2 separate regions of the Rattus norvegicus genome follow, and region 1 is linked to region 2. The links are chromatin contacts, called in public Hi-C maps. All regions are on one chromosome and are shown on one strand. Each heading gives the region's core, a stretch centred on a gene start, on an enhancer-like site or on the middle of the called end of the contact. The rest is flanking DNA. Distances are from core to core; before and after follow the strand shown. Region 1 has its middle 210 kb from the start of Zfp608. Region 2 holds the start of Zfp608 (zinc finger protein 608).

Region 1 (3,174 bases), core at 362-2,861, 210 kb after region 2:
CGATCAAGCCAAGTGATTCCTTTTATATTCATTTACACAAGAAAGCAAACCTTTCTTTCCCAGTTCCTGACACACACTGCCTCAGCACAGCCTGTCAATTGTTTATTGGGTTGAGGAGAATGCCAGGGGTGGGAGGTGCCAGCCTCAGTCTCTGTTTTCCCTGGAAGCTTCTTAGGAAGCCATCTCAGCTTTTAAATGTGGCAAAACTCCTGTTGGGATTTACATAGAAGGAAGAATTGATTCTCTCTGGGTCATAAGAATTTCTGTATCTCCTCATTATTATTCCAAAAATGATTTTGCCTTCTCTTTACCCGGGAGGACTTGACTCAAACTGTATTTAATTTTTAAGTGGGCATACAGAATAATGCAAAACAAAACAAGTGCTTTACAGCAAGAACAAAAGCGCACAGACCCACAGACCCAATACCCTATCTTATTTGAAATTCCTGGAAGCATTCTAGGAAATGAGGTGGTGAATGTTAGTTGCAGACAAGGAAAGTGGGGGCAAAGGGAGGGAGGGAGGTGTTGGGGGAGGTAGAGAGAGTGGGGAAGGGACGGAAGGAGAGAGAAAGAGACAGAGACAGATAGAGATTTGTTAGGTAATTTTTGAGAGGCAGATACACTTCCAGGATATATTTTTTTTTTCTTGGGGGGGGGGATACTTTTTTTCCTCGCTTTTCATCTCCTTCACACACTGGCCGAGGCAAACAAGGTGAACAGATGTGCTCAAAGAATTAACTCTGGCCCAGGGAACATGGGGAGGAAATATTTCCTTTGAAATAGCCACCTTTAAATTCCATTAGTTCAATCTGATAGAGAGGGATCTGGGCAAGGAAATGATTTAAGCAGCCAGGCTGTTTGTCCAGACACGGAGCCCTTTTGTCATATGAAAAACCTGAAGACAAATTGAATATTTCTCCCATAAACTGGCAAGAGTTTAACATCCTGGCTTGAAGGAGACAACCACATTTGTTTTACTGTTAATAAATTCACCTAAGTAAGGATTTTTCTTTCGCCACTAAGTCCCCTGCCCCCTCCCCACTCGTTCAGAACAGCTCCACAGTCGCCACGTCTGTGTAAAACCAACTCTCCCCACGGAAAAAGCTGCATAACCAGTCAAAGAACAAGGCTGTGGGATTAGCACATTATGAAGAATAAAGAGAGGCCTTCAGCTTGCTGTCATGTGCGATATTTATCACATTCTTCATGACTGGCTCTAATAACAGCACCGAGATAGAACAAGCTTGATGAATTTTACAAGCACAAGTCTAAGGAATCCAGGAGACCAAACCCACTTCACTTGCAGATTTTATTAGTCTTTAAAAAAAAAAGTATGTGTGTGTGTGTGTGTGTGTGTGTGTGTGTGTGTAGGGGTGGGGGGCCTATTGCTACAAAAGTAGGCTTGGATTTTGTCTGTTATGCTAATGTATTCATAGAAGAAGCTGGTGCTGAAGGCGGGTCTCCAATTAAGACAAATGAGTCACATTGAATTTCTCCCCCAGGGCACAGCAGGGGTGCTGGCAAAATCTACTTTATTCTTTGCTGTCAGGACTGAACTCGAAACAAAAGCATGAAAATTCAACACATCCACTTACAGAATAATAAAGGCTGTTGTTTAAAGCGTGAAGAGTTTTGGCACCCTTCTGGGGCCGGCTGCAGATCGTTCTTCCTCTCTATGGCTAGCACGCCATCGCTCTTGGAAATTAAAGATGTACTTGGTCGGTTAACAGCTGAGAGGAAAGCAGCCTGAAACTCAATTAGATTTTGTATTAAGCAAATAAATCAGGACTGACTGATATTGGCTAAACGAAAATGCATTACGGGCTGACAGTAATTCTAATTTGATTGACAAATATACGTGTTGTGTTATTAAGCTAAATGAATGATAAGAATCCTTTTCTTTTTTTTTTTAAGTTTGAGAATTTTGTTCTAGCAAACAATTCTTCTCTTTGAACTTGGGAGGAACAGAAAACAGACCCCATCTACCACTTGGTATTGCTTCTCTTCTGCCCTGGAACACAAGGAATCTGTTTTCTGTTCCTGGCAAAGAGTTGGAGACAAAATGAGTTTGCTGAAAGTCATTTGTTTTCATCCAGCTAGAGTTAGGGCAAGGTAACTTACTAATCGGCACACTATTTGCCTGCCGGAATGGAGCACAGCCAAGACACCTTTTATTAGTCACTTGGAAAGCAGGGAGCTGCACAGGCCTCCTTGTGTCTTCAGGGCTCTGAGGCACACAGAGCTTTTCTGCATGAGAGCACTTTGAGGTTCAAGTTTAAGAATGAAGATTTCAACCAAATTTTCTAAAGCCTTGTGGCAGGTGTGTGTGTGTGTGTGTGTGCGTGTGTGTGTGTGTGTGTGTGTGTGTGTGTGTGTGTGTGTTTGTGTTTGAGAGAGAGAGAGAGACAGAGACATGCAGAGACACACAGAGAGAAAGAGACAGAGTAGGATTTATAAAGACAGGGTGGGGTGTGTAAAGACAGGGTGAGGTATGTAAAGACAGGGTGGTGTGTGTGTGTGTGTGTGTGTGTGTGTGTGTGCTTGTGTGTGTGAGAGAGAGAAAGACAGACACAGAGAGACAGAGAGAGAAATGATGGTGTGTGTATGTGTGTGTGTGTTTGTGTGTGTGTGTGTGTGTGCATGTGCACATGTGTATGTGTATGTTTAAACTACTACTTCAAAGTGCAAAGGTGCTATTGTGTAGTGGATAAGCAAGAGTAGAGTTTGGAGAGTTTGTTATGTTATATAATGTATTTTTTTTTCTTTGTTGTTAACATTTCCAACCTAATATGGAGAACAGGAGAGGGAATCTGGTCAGGCAGTTCAGGGCAGGGATGTTGAAGGCAGCAGATCTGCCTCTCCTCTTGTTTTTGTTAGACGTTGGAAATATTCTTGGTTCTGTCCTGCCCAGAGAGACTGCACTACCTACTCTGGCTTCTTGCCCCCTTCCTTTTCTTTTCTCACCACCCAGAGCTGCTCCCCTGCACGAAAGATATAGCAGAGGCATCACTGCACCCAAGAAGTCAGCAGAGCCCTTATGGATAGGCTGACTAGACTGACTCAGCTCTCTGTGCCTCAGCCCAGATTCTGCCTTAAGCCCTTTAGAAAGTCCAGAATCAGACAGTTAGATGGCAACCCTTCTATCGGGCCCGCCCTTGCTATGCAGGAGCTCTG
Region 2 (3,344 bases), core at 303-2,802:
CTCTGGGCTTTCTTTTAAAGAAAAAAAAATTCTTCCAATTTTCCTCTTCTTTTTCCTGCCCCAAAAATGTGTCCGGGATCTCACTCCCTCCACTCTAGGTCCACCTTCTCCTGTAGAGGGGGGAAAAAGTCGAATATTTCTTGTCTGGGTATTACCGGAATAGAAAACCATTAATACTGGGGAGTGAGTAAGGGACACAAGGAAGGACAGAGAGGAGGGGGCTCATTATCGTTTTCAGAGTCCAATACCAGGTTTAAAGGAAAACTGGCAGACTTGAAAACCACCCCCCTGACAATAAACATCTTACAGTAGCTAAAACGAAAATCCCTCTAAACAGCAGGGGGATAGCCAGTTCTTTAAAAGCATTAAAATATCTCCAAGGATCTGATTCAAGCCCAGAAAGGTTTTTGTGGCTTTTTTTTTTAAGTTGAACATTTTTATTTTTTTGCCTGGCACACGTGCTATTTCAACCCCAGGAAAAGATCCTGGACATTCATACAAGAAAAACACCCTGTTCAACATCCCCTAAACATGTCCTGGGTCTTGCAATGTAAAAACAAAACAAAACATACAAAAAAACAAAAACAAAAAGAGGCCCTCAAAGTTCTCTAGGACTAGTATTCAAAATGTCACTAAGTTTTCCTTATTTCTAATTCTAATACTTCTTACAAATTGTCTAGACAACCTAGGTTTTGTTCTCCACAAGAAACAGAAAAACAACAGTAGTTCCCCTCACACACACATACCCACCACCCTCCTTCCTGAGCAGCTACACAATTCTTCATGAAATATGCACAGACCTCTTTAAGAGTATTTTTCTCAGTAAAAAGACAGTGTGAGAGGAAAGGTTAAATATCTGTCTTCTGGAGAAAAAAAGAAAAATCCATCTAAATAATTTTGCCATACCCCTGGGTCACAGAACTGCTCAGTCAGTTAAATATGGTGCTACTGTCTGTAGGGAAACTGATTAAGACGTACACTTTAAGTGATCTGCGCCAAGGTGGCCTCAGTGACCACAAATGAGTGTGTGTTTGACAAAGAGCAGTTAAAACAGTTTTTTAAAGGGATCAGTCCCCTTTTAACAGTTGATTGTCAAGAAAATAAATAAATATACAGAGAAAGACATACAGAGGCACGCAGAGAGAGAGAGAGAGAGAGAGAGAGAGAGAGAGAGAGAGAGAGAATGCTTACCTTTAAATCCTTTATCATTTTTTTAATTAGGCCCGCAAATAAAAAAAAAAAACATTTCTCAGTCCACTAGGCACACAACCGTGTGCTTCATTTTACTTAAACACCAAATGATCAAAAAGGAAGAAAGCAAGTAACACATCCCAGCCAAAATAATCACTCAGTAACATTATTCCACTTCCCCATCCCCCTTTTGGCAAAAAGCTCTGGAGTCCTTTTCTCCTTAAAAAAAAAAAAAAAAAAAAAATGTGTCACTGTGCAGCTGAGAGATGCTTCACATTCGCAACCCAAGCACCGAAGGGTGTTTTTCCTCTTAACAAGCATTCAGAATAATAGGGTGTTGAGAGAGAGGGAGAGGAGAGGGGGAGGGGAGGGGAGGGAAAGGAAGGAGGGAGAGAGAGAGAGAGAGAGAGAGAGAGAGAGAGAGAGAGAGAGAGAGAGAGAGAGAGAGAGAATTAGAGAAAAAACTTTTCCGAACTTCTCATTCCGCTTTCGGTTGCAGACTTCAGAGTCACCGTGATCAGTAAGTAATGATCTCATGTAGCAAACCTACAGGCGTCCTCTAGTAACGAGACAGAATGTGCTAACATCGGGATAAATTAGTGAAAGGGAAGAAAGAATAAGAAGAAAGGACTGAAAATCTGGGCTGGATTCCGCCTGTTAGTCGGGAAGTGGCATTTTTCCGCTCGTCCTGACATTTGATTTCTCCAACTAACTTAAGGAGGGGGTGAAAGGATGGGGAGGAGGAGGAGGAGGAAGAAAGGGTGGGATGAGGCGCTGGGCTGGAGGAGAAAAAGAAAGGTGTGGAGGAGGAGGGAGCAGACTGTGCAGGGAGCTGATAAACCAGTTAGAGCAGCTTTCGCCCGGGGCGGGGGGCGGTGGAGCGGGGAAAATAACGGCGTCTAAAAGGGGCTGCCTTGGAAACCTGAAGGATGTGATGTTTTCCTGTTTTATGTTGTTTTTGAGAAAAAAAGAACCGAGTTCTTAGAATAGTCCCCGAGGAGGGGTTAAAATCCTCCGCCGCGCAAGCCGATCTGTCATGTGGTAATTCGATAATTAGAGTCAAAAAGGTTTTTTTTTTTTTTAAGGCGACCTTTCTCCAGGACAATTTCTCTTTCTCTACACGCAGCAAACAGTGCGTCTCTATTTTTTTTTTCCTCCTCTCTCCACCTCTCGCCCACCCCCTCCTGTGTTTAGTCAGATGGCCTCGGAGCTTGGCTTAGTATTTTTAATTAGCTGGCGTTTGGAAGCTAAAAGCAGTAATGAATTGTTGATGGATTGGAAGTGGAGAGTCGCTTTGCTGGAAATGTCGGGGCTGGGAGAGGGGGATGGGCGCGTTAGCAACACCAACCATCTAAAAGGAGCGGTTTTGTTACAGTGCAAGCCTTTCACATCACGTGAGGATCAAGGGCTCAATTGGTTGTCGTGAGAACAAAAATGGTGACAAGCGTATCAAGAAAATACTGATCTGGTCTTTTAAAAAAAAAAAAGCTGAAGGTTTCTCCCTTCCCCCTGCAACCCCCTCTCCCCCCGCACGCCCTACAGTGGGCGAAGCTACAAGTTATGAATGTGAAACATTTCTCAGCCATCTCGGAAGTTCGGAAGGAGGGAAATGTAATGGCCACAAGAGCAAAGCAGATGTTTTAAAGAAACAGCTTATAAACCTTTCCTCAACTGATCTCCAATTTGTCGGCTTTCCCAAGGGGCCAAAGCGGAGGACGCCTGGGGGGAGGGCAGAGTACCTCGGAGCTGCTGGGATTTTAGGAAACACCCCCCCACCATGTATTAAACAAAGAAAAACATTTTGCTAGCTCCCAAACAGGGACTTGTAATAAACACACCATTGTTACTATTTGTGGGTTTGTTTGGGTTGGGTGGGGCTCCCCCCCACACACACACCTTCTCTTAATGTTTTTTTTTCTTCTTGCCCCCCCCCCTTTTTTAAGAAGGTGGAAAATGGTAGTTACAGTCATTACATGTAATGGATGAATATTCCCTAGTTTACTATTAAATTACTGAGCAGGGGGATGTGACAGGAGAGAAATCAGCTTGTTCTACCCGGGTTCCCATTTGCCTGGCTCGGTCTGGGCGGGGGTCAGCTCAGCTCCGGTAGAAGAGGAAAGGAGGGGGAAGGTGCGCAGGAGACCTGACAGGGA

What was found. A called contact is a pair of places that touch in the nucleus more often than the background predicts.
Region 1: a Hi-C map of Schwann cells shows a contact between it and region 2, with 14 times the contacts expected there. The contact joins the enhancer-like site here to the promoter of Zfp608 in region 2. A contact is called at or near these places in 6 of 12 Hi-C or Micro-C datasets (the A7r5 cell line, the Rat2 cell line, Schwann cells and 3 more) and 1 of 1 datasets of contacts at active chromatin or transcription factors (oligodendrocytes).

The regions. Positions count from the first base shown.
Region 1 is chr18:50,812,855-50,816,028 of GRCr8, forward strand. No RefSeq gene overlaps it. Among named protein-coding and RNA genes, the nearest start is that of Zfp608, 210 kb to the left of the region's middle. Within about 2 kb of position 1,612, at least 37 of the 93 cell types and tissues checked have an H3K27ac peak or open chromatin away from gene starts, as enhancers often do. A contact at or near this core is called in the A7r5 cell line and Schwann cells, where this site is marked.
Region 2 is chr18:50,607,070-50,610,413 of GRCr8, forward strand. It overlaps Zfp608 (zinc finger protein 608), which reads right to left and starts at 1,553. Exons shown (of 10, transcript NM_001107378.2): 1 at 1,192-1,553; 2 at 1-110. It overlaps LOC108348794 (a long non-coding RNA gene), which reads left to right and starts at 1,619. Exons shown (of 5, transcript XR_005496361.2): 1 at 1,619-1,711.